Regions from separate parts of the Mus musculus genome. Here regions 2, 3, 4 and 5 are each linked to region 1. Evidence: chromatin contacts called from public HiChIP or PLAC-seq and promoter capture Hi-C data. All regions are on one chromosome and are shown on one strand. The core of a region is the stretch at or near the end of the contact, and the rest is flanking DNA. Distances in the headings are between cores, read along the strand shown. Region 1 holds the start of Egr4 (early growth response 4). Region 2 holds the start of Fam136a (family with sequence similarity 136, member A). Region 3 has its middle 22 kb from the start of Fam136a. Region 4 overlaps Add2 (adducin 2 (beta)). Region 5 holds the start of Add2 (adducin 2 (beta)).

Region 1 (2,647 bases), core at 48-2,547:
TCGTAGGCCCCTGCCTGGTAGAGTCTGGCGGCCGGGCCGGGCAGCTCGGCGGGGCAGCTGATGGACAGCAGGTCCTCGACCTTGGTCCCTACTGCAGAGAAGCGGGCCTCCGGGGTGGTCTGGAAGCTCCCCTGCGACCCACAGTTCCCCGGGACCCCGGCCGACAGCAGCTCCCAGGGGGCATAGGGCCCTTTGAAGGCTGAAGCAGCAGCGTCCAGCGCTGGCGAAGCGGGAGGCGCCCGCAGCCCTGGCTTGACGTCGGGCGGGGAGAGCTGGGGCTCGAACAGGCACTGCGAGGGAGCGCCCGCCGAAGGCGCTGCCTCCCAAAACGCCTCCGGAAAGGCGGCCGAACTCAGATCTGGGGAGTAGAGGTCCGGCAGCAAGGCATCGGGGCCCGCGGGGAAAGGGACATCCAGGGGGGACCGAGACGCTGCCGCCTCGGGACCGGGGAAGGGTGCCAGGCCCAAGATGCCAGACATGAGGTTGAAGAGGGCCTCCGGGTCGTGCGGGTGTTCGGGAACCGCCTGGATGAAGAAGCTGCCGCTGTAGCTGAGGCCCGAAGGGGGCGTGGGTGCAGGGCCCTCCAGGAAGCAGGAGTCTGTTAAGTCCCCCCCGGCGCCGCAGCTGCTCAAAGCCCAGCTCAAGAAGTCGCCTGCCAAAGGAGGGACCACGCATCAGCCCCGCACACCTCAAAGGGCGTGCCTCGGAGCCTACAGCTGCGACCCCCTCCACCCGAGTCCTCCTGGCGCAAGGCACCCGCAGAGCGCCTCGTGCACTTCCGATCCTGCAGCAGAGGGACCCCCACGGACGCCCCAGGGCGCGCACACCCAAGGCTCCCGCACAGGCGCCTGTGGCCTTGGTGGGGGTGGGAATGGTACTGCGCGCTTGGGGACCCCCACCCCCCACCCCGCGCGCCTCTCCTATCACCCTTCATCGCGTTCAGAGTCTTCGAGCTCCCAGACCCGCTCCTTACCTCCAGGATACGCGGCGGCCGAGGGAGCGTCCCTAGCAGGCAGCCGGGGCAGCTCGGGGCTGGCGTGGGCGCAGCCTTCGGTGGGCTTGGAGAGAAGCGCGTCGGAGCCGGAGAAGTCGCTCAGGTGGAGCATGGCGCGGTGGCGGCGGGGCGCCCGGGGCCTCGCTGGACTGGGGCGCGCGCGGCTGGCAGGGAATCCGGGCGCCCCAGTTCCAGGCTCCGGGCGCTTGGCTGGGGCACGAGGGTTGGGGGGCCGCGGCGCCCTGGCTCACCGGCACCTGCCTCGGGTGGCGGCTCCTGGCTTCTCCAAAGTGCAACAGGGCTCCCCCAACCTACAGTCCCCCCACTTATATAGCTGCGGCGGCGCTGGCTCCGGGCTTCCGACTCCCCGGGCCACTGCCATTTCGGGAGGCCCCGGCCCTGGCGCCGTGACGTAAATGACCAAACATGGACACAGGATGTATGCCGGGGACTCCCGAAAAGGAAAGCTCGGCCTGTGACGTTGCTGCCGCCGCCGGGCTCGCGCCGCTGCGTGCGCGCGAGTCCCCAGAGCGTGGAGCCTCGTGTGCGTTGGGCCACGGGTGCGCCCCGCAGGGGCTGAGCTCCGTGTGAGCACCCGGGATGCGCTTTGCCCTCCAGTCCGTAGAATTACTGGTTCGAACCTGCCGTTTCCCACTTAAAACGTTTGTTCCCACCTAATACCAGTTTGTTTTTTTTTTTCACCTGTGAGCTTGCTAAGGAGAGAAATAACAAAATAACATGAAGTCCCGGGAACACTTAGTAGCCCTGAAATGGATAACAGCACTTAAGTTACAAGCAGGATTGAGTTGCATGAGGACCTGAGTCCTGAAAAAGCCAGATGTGAAAGCACTGGGGGTGTGGGGGTGGGGATGTCTGAGATAAGCAGTTCCTTAAAGATTGCCTTTATTTAGGTGTGTTTGTGTTTGCTTCCGTTTTAACATTTTACTGTGCTTTGAAAAAATTATATAAAAATCGTCATAATGAAAAATTTGATGATGGAGGTGGGCGGGATCAACTAGTATACAAGAATATTCCTTTCTTTTTTGAGACAGGGCCTCACATGCAGCTCTGGATGACCTGGAACTCACTGTGTAGACCAGGATGACCCTGTACTTAGAGAGATCCATCAGCCTCTGTCTCTGCCTCCTAAGTCCTGAGAGATGATATCCTTGGTATGTCATCATGCCAAGTTGAGAGTACATTCTGAAAATTAAAGGTTTCTCTTGCCTTCACTTTTTTTTCTTGAGGTAGCCATGTTGACATTTCTTGAGTAGTTTTGGGGAAAATGTTTTTGTCTATACAAACATTCAAACTGTTCTAGAAATATTTTTTTTTTCACTAAAACTAGCTGAGAGATTGCATCATGTCTGAAGACAAAGACCTATTTTCTAAGGCTATTTTCTTAGGCTATTTTCTAAGGCTGACTGGTTCTCCATGGCACAGGGAGACCCTGAATAAGCGTTGGATTGGTTCATATCCACGGACACATAGGTAACTTCCAACTTTTTTTTTTTTTTGAAATGTTGATGTCATTATCCTTAACTGTATAAATGTGAACATATATGGGATAAATTCTTAATGAGTATAAGTCTAAGCTACAGGATATTCAGTTTTTAACAGACAGCTGGCAAATTGTGGCAGTCCCTTTTCTGC
Region 2 (2,647 bases), core at 59-2,558, 850 kb after region 1:
AATGGACACTGAAGGGTCCGCTTCAGACCCCATTCAAAGTACTTGCAAAGCACCTGGTCTGTTGGGTGACCACTGCCATCGCCCTGGCTCCAGCTGCTCCTGGAAGATCCCTGTAAGTCCGGCTTCAAGTAGTGGACACATTTTATCCCCAACCCTGGTATCTGAGAGAGGGAAAGCCCAGCCATGGAGGAACACAGCTTTTCTCAAAGGACAATGGGTTGTGTGGCTTTTCCTACCCTCAAAACAGAGCTAGCCTGCCATCTAGTGGCGAATCACAGCAAGTGCCTAAAATCTCAAGCACTCTTCACACGCTAGTCTTTTTTTTTTCGTTCCAGGCTATTCCACAAAGCTTCAACCTTTTTTTTCTGTTTTGCCCTCTGAAGCTTCCCGTACCTGCCTGTCATTCTTTTCCTTCTCCAGAGTGCCAGGCAAGGGCCTTCTAGTTCAATACAAAAATTCAATGCTAGCTCGCCGAGAGAGATTTCCCGAAACACTCGAACTTTCCCTTATCTCTATGGGACCACTTATAGCCCAAGCTCTTCTAACGCAGCCTTTAGTAGCCCTCTTCCTAACCTAATGATGCTCCCCTCTGCATCGGCCCATGGGAAGAAGGGACCACTTGTGTTTCAGAGATGACTGCATAAGACAGTAGAAATGGGAACACGAGAGCACATGGCTGACAGAACCAATCCATTCAGAAACAGCTCGCCCTTACTCAACGGTCTCGCTATCTACAGCCCCTCCATACCCCCACACTACTCTTGAGACAATCTAGAATACCGTACCCTTTACTCGCAGTAACTAGTAACTCGGCATAAATGTTCACCAGCTGGGGAATTGACAAAGCAAATTGTGGTATGTACATTTAATGAAATTCTGTTCGGCAACAAAAAGAAACCAAGACAAAGATAGCAATAATAAAATCTGATCGAGCTGTACAAGAGCTGCTAATTACATTCGCTTTTTTAAAATTGGGATTGACAGAGGGAGAGAGAGAAAGAGAGGAAGAAAAGAAGTCAGACGACGAAGAGATCTTTGGCCACCAAAAGCCTGGCTCCACGGAAGAACCAGCGGCGCGCCCGCTGTCTCCTGCCTGAAGTTGCTTAACCTAGACGCCAGGGGGCGATGAGGATGCGGGAACGGGAACGCTTACTGAGGACAAGGGCGCAATGGCCAGGGGCCAGGGCGAGGTACTCGGAAGACTGTGCGGTGACTCGGTGGGGGGTCGGGCTCAGCGCAAAGGGGCGGGACTCACTAGCTAGGGGCGGGGCGCAGCCGAGGGCGGGGCGAAGCCGGAGGGTGGGACTCAGTGGCTTGAGAAGCCCGCACGGGCGCAGGGGGCGGGGCGCAGCGGGTGCACACGCGGGCGCCGGCGCGGCTGAGCTCAGGGTCGCCATGGCGGAGGTGCAGCAACTCCGAGTGCAGGAGGCTGTGGACGCCATGGTGAAAAGTGTGGAGAGAGAGAACATCCGGAAGATGCAGGTAGCGGCGCGGTCCGGCGCCCAAACGGGATTGGAAACTCGGGCGGGGGTGGCGCGGTGACGTTCGAGCTCCGGGCCTCGCGTGGGGCGGTTTCCTCCCACCTGGCCTCGGTGACGAGCGTTCGGCCGCCCCTGAGGTGATCTGGCGCGAGGCTCGGAGGGACCGGCCCAGGAGAACCACCAGACCGAAATCCCTTCGGGCCGTCCTGCGCTGATTTAGATGCCACGAACCCTGAACGCCCGTGAGCGTGGGCCCCGTCTCCCTCACCCTACTGGCCTCGCTTAACTTCACCCCTTAATCACCCTCTACTGTTTCGATCGCCTTGTGGGGCGTTGACTAGCCAGGCCGACCTCTGAACTCTGCTACAGAAATACAAAAACTGATTTTCAGAACGTGGTTTCTTCCGGTTCAGTCTTGGGTACATTATCTTATCAGTGAGCTCATAGCAGCACACAGGGTCTCTTTTAACCCAGGTTGACTTCCAACCCCCGATCTTCCTGCCTTCACCTTTGGAGTGCGAGGATTACAGGCATGGGCCACCACCCTGGCTTTGTGCTGTGCGGAATGGAACGCAAGGCTTTCTTAGAACTAGCAAGCGCGCTCCCAAGAACATATATCCCCATCCTACAAATGTTAGGCCTGGTAACCGTCCCAGTCTTACGAAGTCCTGATGATACGGCGGGAAAAATAAAACAAAACAGGTAGAGAAGCATGGCCTCCAAGGCCTTGTCCTTCGAGAGCTGTCCTCAGAGTCTTTCCAGTCTCACCAGGCTCTGTCTTCGCTCCCCAGGGCCTCATGTTCCGGTGCAGCGCCAACTGCTGTGAAGACACCCAAGCATCTATGCAGCAGGTGCACCAATGCATCGAGCGCTGCCATGCGCCTCTGGCTCAAGCCCAGGCTCTGGTCACCAGCGAGCTGGAAAGGTTCCAGGTCAGGAATGCCTCACAGCTCCCAAGTCCTTGAACAGCAGCTCCTTGGCAGGGGATGAGAAACACTCGTTCTGCCTTAGGTCCTGTCAACACTGGTGGGAGCCCTGGTGTCCGTGAGGGTTGATATTCTGGAAGAAGCCCTGGGTGTGCTGTTAAGTTGTGCTATATTTGCCACAGAAACAGTAATATAAAAGAAAGTTACCAAGGGGGTTTCTAACCAAGCACCTTTATGCCT
Region 3 (2,647 bases), core at 63-2,562, 830 kb after region 1:
AAGATTACTTATTTTGACCTTTCTGTCTCCATTTCCAGCAGACTGTGTGGATCTCCCTGCACCTCTCTCACATGGTACCTCGCAGCTGTCTGTAAGTCCAATTCTAAGGAATCCAAGGCCTTATTTTAACCTTCTGACCTTTTGACTTTATTCAGCACTGGGTATATGCATGTGGTATAAATACATATATGCAGCCAAAATAGTCATATAAGTAAAATAAATCTTAAAAATAATTTTAAAATGTCTGTTATGTCCACTCATAGCCTGCTTGTCAAACCATCTGCTGCCCACAGAGAATTCCAGCACCATTAAACCCAGTAGCACTCCTAGCCCAGGGCTGGGCATGTGACTCAGTGAGTGGAGCATTTGCCTAGCATGCTCTTCTGTGCCCGGTGCACCATAATCTGGACATAAACTGATGGAGGTGCGTCACTGTAATTCCAGCAGAATTCAAGGTCTTCCTTGACTACACAGTCTCATAATCCACGCCGTGCCTTTGCCCTGTGAAGTTAATGAAGCCTACCTACCATCTGGAACTCCCAACATGAAACACTGAAGAAAATTCTAGACTTGCCCTTGGAGACTTCAAAGTTTCCTTTTACCCAAAGAAGTTCAAAATCTTTCCAATGAGATGCCTCCTGCCCCCTTTCTTTGTTTGAGTACTTGTTGGTTTTTTTGTTTGTTTGTTTGTTTGTTTGTTTTGTTCTGCTTTGTTTGGTTGCGATTTGTGGCCCTGGTTTTGGGTGGTTTTTTTTTTTTTTTTTTTTTTCAAATAAAAAGGAGTTTTATTATATTTAAAAAAATCTTAAGGTCCCTGCTATGGTTTGAAAGTCCTTCCTAGCACTCATGTTGCTAGTTTGAGTTCACCTGCAAAGCCTTGGGTGTGGAAGTGCAGGTGGACATGTATTCCTACATTGTGCATCTGTGCACTGAGAATGTGGGCTATAGAGTCAAGTAGGATGATTATCTGTCCTTGAGGTATACTGTTGCTTTTCTACTGAGTTTGGGGCTTGGCACCACTTTTCTTTTTTTCTTTTCTTTTCTTTTTTTTTTTTTTTTTTTTTAATATTTTTTATTACGTATTTTCCTCAATTACATTTCCAATGCTATCCCAAAAGTCCCCGGTTTTGGGTGTTCTAAACCCACCCATGGACTGCCTGTTGACTAACCCTGCCCTGCTCCTCTTCCCAACAGAACCCCACCCCACCCCCCCAAAGCGGGGTTCGCAAAGAAACACCTAGTCACAGTACCCACCCCACCCCCTCTGTCTCCCCTGCCTCAGCCTCGCCATTGTGTCCAGGCAGCTGCAGAACAATGGATTCTTAGCAGATGATGGAGTCGCCCATCTCCTCAATCCAGCAACCCCAGCTATTCCTGGCATCCGTCTGCGCTCAGCATTTTACAGGCTTCCGTGACATTTGCAAGCTAGCCTCCCACTTCTCTCAGCATTTGGAGAAGGAAAAAGGAAGAACAGAAGACCACTCTTGTCACTTGTGAACTCATCCTTCTCTGAGAAGAGGAAGAAAGATAAATCTCACCCCTGAACTAGGAAGCCTGAGCTGAGATCCCGGGGGAGGGGGTGCGGAAAGGGGATAGAGGGGGGAGGGGCGGAGGCAGGGATGCAGTCCCTGCTGCCTGACCTTTCCAGAAAAAGAAAAAGTAGACAGAAGCCTCCCCGGAGGAAGGTAATTGATTAAAGGAGGAGAGACATCTGAATGGAAAAAGCGCTGCCCACCATCTCCTGAAGCTTGTTATTCCCACGTGCCCTCCAGAATTGAGACATTTTTTTTTTGACAGTCCTCTTGGGTCTGAAGCATCAGACTTCTGGAAGAGCCTGCCCCGCCTTCAGCATGACATAAACTATAACCATCAGATGGGCTTTGCCCACTGTTCATCTGGGAACTGAGAACACAGTTACCCTTTAGCCCGCAGGCAAAATGCTCACCTCATCCCAGAGAACAGCCATGGCTCAAAACGGTGATTGCCCACCTGGCAGGCGAAGGGTACCACAGTGATGTTGCTGGAGCCTCCATGACTGTGCCATCCATGGAAGGGTAATATAACATTATGACAGGCTTCTAGAGACTACGGTCTGGGCTTAAGCCTCTCTCTGCTGGTGCTGGCTGCTGAGCCATTAGTGACTTCTCGGGTTCTTTAAACCCTAGTTTCTTCTTACTAAAAAGAAGAATCCCTCCCCTCCCTTCTGGCGAAAGGGGCTGTAGTGGTTTGAATGGACGAGCCCCCGTGGGCTCGTAGATTTGAATGGTTGGTCACCAGGGAGTGGCACTATTTGAAAGGATTGGGAGGTGTGGCTTTGATAGAGAAAGTGTGCCACTGGAGGTGGGCTTTGAGATTTCAAAAAGCCAAGCCAGGCCCAATGGATCCCAGCATAGAACTCTCAACTATGTCTCCATCAGCATGTCTACCTGTGTAGAGCCATGCTCCCCACCATGATGAAAGTGGGCTAACCCTCTGAAACTGTACACCAATCCTAATTAATTCTTTTATAAGAGTTAGTGTGGTCATGGTGTCTCTTCACAGCAAGAGAACACTGACTAAGACCAGGGTTTTACAGTTCTCATAGCAGGTGTTGAAGCTGGTCCAGTACCACCACCTCCAGGGCTCCTCAAGTCTGCTTCTGCATAGA
Region 4 (2,647 bases), core at 73-2,572, 550 kb after region 1:
GATGTAAACCACCACACACAGTTTGTGTGCAGTGCTGGAAATTGAACCCAGTATTTCATGCATGCTAAGGCAAGCACTCCACCAACCAAGCTACAATCCTAACTCCAAAACCTGAACACATCTGCAGGCAACATCTTACTGTCTAGAGTAGGAGTTCATATACTCATAAAGACTTAGTAAGTCTAGTCAGCCTCCAGTGCTTATTCTTCCAAAGTTGTGTAGTATGGAAAGATGGGTCAGCATGATTTTTCAGGGCTCTTGGCATAAAAGGATAGATGTAATGTGTATCACAATGGGCCTAATGTAGGGCTGAGGGCCCGAAGAGGAGACCCTTTAATGAACATTAAAATTCATGGTAAAGAAAAAGACAAACACTGCCTCAGGATGTTCAGAGGGCAAGTACAGATGTGCCACTTAGTGATGGGAAATGATCCAAGAAATATGCATTTGACATGTTTGTCACGTGCCAGCATCAGACAACATACATAGGCACACCTGGACAGTACAGTCTGCTAATACCTAGGCTGTCAAGCAGCCAACCTGCACAATATGGAGACACCACAGTACTGAATACCTCTGTGTCTTGACCATAGCATAAACCTGATGTTTGTTACTGGTAGAAATATGATCACATGTTGTACCATTGTGAATTCCCCTGGGATTCAGAGTCAAGCAAAGACCTTAAGAGGCGCCCTCTTGTAGCCTCCTTTACCTTCTCCCCGGCACCTACATTTCAGGAACACATTGCCTCTCTTGGCTGCCAGCAGCCATCTTACCACTACCTTGCCCTCCAGTCCTTTCCATCTACCTCCTCCCTCATTGTTATTAGTAACACTGGTGTTTTCTCTCCTTTCCTATTGTATCTTCCACTACTCCTGAGTCTCTGAGAACCTCTCATGGGGACGGTGTTTTGATCTCAAAGATCTCTCTTGGCCACACCCTCCCTCCCACAAAGCAGTGGGTTCAGCCCATTGGTAGATGCTGTGGCTAAGGCTCCCATTTAGGGAATGTAAGGCTGGTGTTTTGGAGAGAGAAAGTTGGCCCAGTGCTGAGTGGTAAATCCTGTTTCTGTAGGTCCTGGTTCCTGCACTGGTAAAACTTGGTTTTCAGACTCTTGCCTTTCTGTGTAACGACATTCATTTCCCAGTGGGCTATCTGTGTGCAGCCCATGTACATGCCTGCTGGGCTGTCACAGGAGCTGCTGCTCCTGCAATATGCTAGGGCTTTTGCCAGAGAAAGGGTCTCGGAGTGCAGGGGAGCGGTGGTGAAGAGAGTGCAGGCTCCATCAGGAAGGGTGGGCGGAGGCCCAGGCTTTCTAATTCTAGAGCTAAGAGCAGACTGGTTTCCTTGACAACAGAGCTAAAGTCTGCTCATCTGCTGCTTGGGATGAGCTTTTGTGTATCTACCGAAAGCTCTGGGACTTGGGGACAAGAAGCAGCCATTTCTGGAGAAGTGCCAAGCCTTTTGTATTAACAATATTTAAAACCTTCCCAGGTGGCCTGGGGACATCAGTTATATAATCTGTACATTGGGAATCTAAGCACAGAATTTTGTTTCTTTGTACCACATTGCCCCTGACCCTTAATTTTATTTTATTTTTTTACTATGCCAGTCACATCTTTTTGATCTCATGCTTACAGTATCACTCACCAAAAGCCTCTTTCTCTTCCTCAGCTGACAATTGTGTGTATGACAAACAGCATTTGGCAAGCTGGCCTGGGCTCACACTTGCGCTTTTCAGGTGGCATCCTCAGACAAGACTTAGGGGGCCAAACCGGCCTCCTTGATACAAACCAGAAGTTTCAGGCACCATACGGCCCCATTAGCTTAGTTGGAGGTAGGGCAGCGTAGAGGTGGCACATCTTGGGAAGTGGCTTGGTATTTGATTCATAGGTGCCTTCCCTTTCTCTCCTTTGCATTATTAAAGCCTCTTTCAGAAGCATTCAGGGATCACAGGAGGAGGCAGCCAGCAGAGATTTCATACAGCCTGGGAGGGCAACATCTGCTTCAGGGAAATCTTCTACAGACTCGGAGCCTGTGGCAAGTCTCAAAATGACCTCAGACCGTGGGCTCAGAGCAGGACCATTTGTCACATGTGTGTCATGTTCTTCTGTGTCGGTGTACTATATATTTGAATGTCAAATGACACAGATGAGAACTGCAAACGAGTGGCCACGATAAGAGGGCAAATAATTAGCTGGAGACAGTGGCTTCAGACAAATGTGTCACCAGCAATGTACACACCAAACCAGAACCTTCTCCAACAGGCCTCTCAGGGAGTTCTGCTTCTTGTGACAGTCCCAGCTCCAGGGCTCGAGTGTATCTGATTCATTACTGGGGGTTGGATGACCAAGGCATCTAAAACCCTTTACACAGTTCCTTTGTCCCTTCACATTCCAGAAAGCCACCGACTGCCCAAGAAAAATATTGGGCTTATTATCTTAGATGGGGCTTGAGTTGGCAGTGTCCTTTGTCTGGAAGAGGCCCTTAACCCAGGGGCTCCGCTGATCTATTAGACAGGACACTGCCCTCTATGTCACCTACTGCTTCCCTGAGAGCCATTTGAGGATGGCTCCCAATAGTCTGTATGACCCATTCCTTTCCCCTTCCACAAAAGCTTCCAATTGCCTGCTTGGCACCCTGGGTC
Region 5 (2,647 bases), core at 66-2,565, 520 kb after region 1:
GGCCTTCCCATACCAATTAACAATCAAGACAATCACCCCACAGACATGCCCACAGGCCAGTCTGATCTGAGCAATTCTTCAACTCTAGATGACTCTAGACTAGTGGTTCTCAACCTGTGGGTTGTAGCCCTCATGGGGGTTGCATATCAGATATTTACATATGACTCATAACAATAGCAACATTATAGTTACAAAATGATTTCATGGTTGGGGGTCATGTAGCATTAGGATGCTTAGAATCATTGCTTTAGATCGGGTCAAAACTCACTAGGACAGTGGGTAGGTGAGATGCTTGCCAGGCAAGCATGAGAACCTGAGACCTGATCCCCAGCGGGATGTGAAAACCAAGCATAGCAGCACACGTTTCTATGTCTGTTCTACTGGTTGACCAGTCAGCCTAGCCAAGATGGCAATTTCCATAATCAATGAAAGATGCTGTAAAATAAGGTGGAATGCGATAGGAACACCTGAGATCAACTTCTCGCTTCTGTACATGCATGTACTCATGTGCACATGCACACATGCCCCCACCAATGTGTACACACATGTCCATTCCTGGACCACTTTCAGAGATTTGGGTACTGTCTGACTGTGTTGGAATCCAAAGGGTTGCTGTTGGGAATGTCAGGAGAGCAGGGCTCTTCTTCAGTGGCTAGAGGTTTTTCTGGAGGCTGAACGTTTTGACAGGCGTATTTCTCAGAGCTTTGGGAGTGACTAACATGGAGTTGGAGGAAACAGGATGGAGGTGTAAGGCCCTGACTGCCTGCAACATCCTGCTTTCCAAGGGCTTTGAAGAATCCTGTCCCAACCATTAGAAAAGGCCCAGGTGACAAATACATTAGATCAGGTCATTTTCCAGGAGAGAACAGGCTCGCAGAGTTATCCTCAAGGTCACAAGGCTGGGGAGTGACAGATCTGAAGATGAATCCTGATTCCCTACTCAGCCACTGGGGTCTCTCCAGGGGAGTAGGGGATAGGGTAGAGAAGTACAAGGGGCCAGAGGAAGCAGAGGCTGTCTAGGTTACAGCAGTGCGCCCCCAGCCTAGTTAAAGATGGGGTCAGAATTAGAATCAGGATCAATCTATCTGGTTTGGAGTTTAGTCATCCAGTTGTCACTAGCTAGCAGCACTGAAAGTTACCTCTCAAAGGCAAGATGTCCTGAGACCCTAAATCAAAATAAAATACACCCCGAGTGTAAACTCAGAGCAGAGTGTGTCTTACTGGGGTTTCTCCTGAGGGACAGGTCCTGCCTTTGGCCCAGGCTGCTGCAGGGCGCGGGCGGGGACGCTGCAGCAAGCCGGGCTCTGGAGGGGGCGCTGCGCACTCGCCCGGCCCTTTGTCATCACGCACTGCTGGGAGCTCACACTTCTTCCAGCCTCCCGCGGGCTCTGGACTTGACTCTGACTGCAGCGCCCGCCTCGGGGACGCGGATCTAGGGCCTTTGTCCCGAGCTGTGGGATGCGCGGGAAGCGCCACGCAGCGGAAGAGCTGTGAGTCCAGGAAGCGGATCCCAGAGTCGAGGAGCGCTGCCCAGCCTTGCTGGGTGAATTTGGGGATGGATGCGAGACCGCAGAGTACGAGGTAGGGCACCAAAGAAGGAACAGGGTGGGCGCCACGGCAGGCGGATCCCCGGGGTGCTGGAGCCACAGAATGACAGCGAGCTCAGCTTCAGCCTGGGAGTGGCTGCGCCCGCGCAGGAGCGGACGCCTGGGTACACCTGCGGCTCTGCGGATCTGTCACATTGAGCTCTGGAGATGGGCCTGCGCGCGGACATGGGCATTCAGGGTCTGTGATGCCTGCTACACCGAGAAGGTGTAGCCTTCTCGGAGAGACGGCCGGGCCGCCGCCCTGCGGGATCCACGCGGGATGTGCGCCTGCCCAGCTAGGCGCTCTGGGGTCCAGATTCATAGGATGCGCCTGCCTGGCTGAATGCAGTGGGGCTGGCAGGGCAGATGGCGCAGGATGGGAGATTGATACCTGGGCACCCAGGGCTTGCGTTTTTATGTTATCCCAAAGCTTTGGGGGTGGAGTAGGGGAGGCCGCTGTCCCTGAGGAGGTACTACCAGCGAGTTCATCTTTAGCGCCCACCTTTTCTTTCTCTTGTGTCTCCTCCCCTCCCCTTCTGCACCCCAGGGAGGAGCAGAGAAGGCCATTCTGGGTCCCGGGTCCAGAAGGCAGGGGTCCAGCAGTTACTTGTTTTGAAATCACAACCACAGCCTGCCAGGTGTTGGGGGAAGGGAGAGGATAGCAGGGCAGGGCAGGGCAGGGCAGGGCAGGCTGCTTTAGGATGCCAGTCAGGCCTGCAACCGGCCTATTGTCTGGCTCTTCAGACACCTTTCCTTTCTACCCTCCATCTCCATCCTCTGCCAGAAGTGAATAGATAAACATACAGAAAACAAGCCTCACCCACACTCTGTCAAATTCTTTAAAAAAAAAAAATTGTCTTTATGACACACATTGCCACCTCTTCATGCCCACTCCTCCTCTGGCAGTTCGTAAGGAAGAACCAAGTGCTTCAAATAAGCTTATAAATAATAGAAATCAAATCTCAGGTTTCTGTGTTAAGATTTCGGACTAATGGGTAAGAAAGGGCTAGTCCTACATCCTTCCTAGAGCAAAGGACAGGAAGAGAGTAGTTTTGACTGCA

What was found. Promoter capture Hi-C pulls out the DNA fragments that hold promoters and counts their contacts. HiChIP or PLAC-seq counts read pairs in DNA pulled down with a chosen protein or histone mark.
Region 2: a contact with region 1 is called in a promoter capture Hi-C map of hippocampal neurons, with 7 times the contacts expected there. The contact joins the promoter of Fam136a here to the promoter of Egr4 in region 1. A contact is called at or near these places in 12 of 39 promoter capture datasets (the 3T3-L1 cell line, 3T3-L1-derived adipocytes, HPC-7-derived erythroid cells and 6 more), 3 of 484 Hi-C or Micro-C datasets (the N1E-115 cell line, cortical neurons and embryonic stem cells) and 4 of 115 datasets of contacts at active chromatin or transcription factors (embryonic forebrain, embryonic hindbrain, forebrain and 1 more).
Region 3: a promoter capture Hi-C map of hippocampal neurons shows a contact between it and region 1, with 2.3 times the contacts expected there. The contact joins the enhancer-like site here to the promoter of Egr4 in region 1. A contact is called at or near these places in 10 of 39 promoter capture datasets (the 3T3-L1 cell line, 3T3-L1-derived adipocytes, the C10 cell line and 6 more) and 2 of 115 datasets of contacts at active chromatin or transcription factors (embryonic forebrain and forebrain).
Region 4: an H3K4me3 HiChIP or PLAC-seq map of stem cell-derived neural progenitor cells shows a contact between it and region 1, with 2.9 times the contacts expected there. The contact joins the enhancer-like site here to the promoter of Egr4 in region 1. A contact is called at or near these places in 6 of 39 promoter capture datasets (3T3-L1-derived adipocytes, the HPC-7 cell line, HPC-7-derived erythroid cells and 2 more), 2 of 115 datasets of contacts at active chromatin or transcription factors (SST interneurons and stem cell-derived neural progenitor cells) and 1 of 9 other capture datasets (embryonic stem cells).
Region 5: a contact with region 1 is called in a promoter capture Hi-C map of pre-B cells, with 2.5 times the contacts expected there. The contact joins the promoter of Add2 here to the promoter of Egr4 in region 1. A contact is called at or near these places in 10 of 39 promoter capture datasets (the 3T3-L1 cell line, the C10 cell line, the HPC-7 cell line and 6 more) and 1 of 9 other capture datasets (liver).

Annotation. Positions count from the first base shown.
Region 1 is chr6:85,512,292-85,514,938 of GRCm38.p6, forward strand. It overlaps Egr4 (early growth response 4), which reads right to left and starts at 1,298. Exons shown (of 2, transcript NM_020596.3): 1 at 974-1,298; 2 at 1-652. The coding sequence starts at 1,106.
Region 2 is chr6:86,364,338-86,366,984 of GRCm38.p6, forward strand. Fam136a (family with sequence similarity 136, member A) reads left to right here and starts at 1,309. Exons shown (of 3, transcript NM_025591.3): 1 at 1,309-1,482; 2 at 2,273-2,413. The coding sequence starts at 1,396.
Region 3 is chr6:86,342,514-86,345,160 of GRCm38.p6, forward strand. No RefSeq gene overlaps it. Among named protein-coding and RNA genes, the nearest start is that of Fam136a, 22 kb to the right of the region's middle. Within about 2 kb of position 1,313, at least 13 of the 459 cell types and tissues checked have an H3K27ac peak or open chromatin away from gene starts, as enhancers often do. A contact at or near this core is called in hippocampal neurons, where this site is marked.
Region 4 is chr6:86,063,504-86,066,150 of GRCm38.p6, forward strand. All of the region lies in intron 1 of Add2 (adducin 2 (beta)), which reads left to right. Among named protein-coding and RNA genes, the nearest start is that of Add2, 36 kb to the left of the region's middle. Within about 2 kb of position 1,323, at least 65 of the 459 cell types and tissues checked have an H3K27ac peak or open chromatin away from gene starts, as enhancers often do. A contact at or near this core is called in SST interneurons and stem cell-derived neural progenitor cells, where this site is marked.
Region 5 is chr6:86,027,366-86,030,012 of GRCm38.p6, forward strand. Add2 (adducin 2 (beta)) reads left to right here and starts at 1,316. Exons shown (of 16, transcript NM_001271857.1): 1 at 1,316-1,581.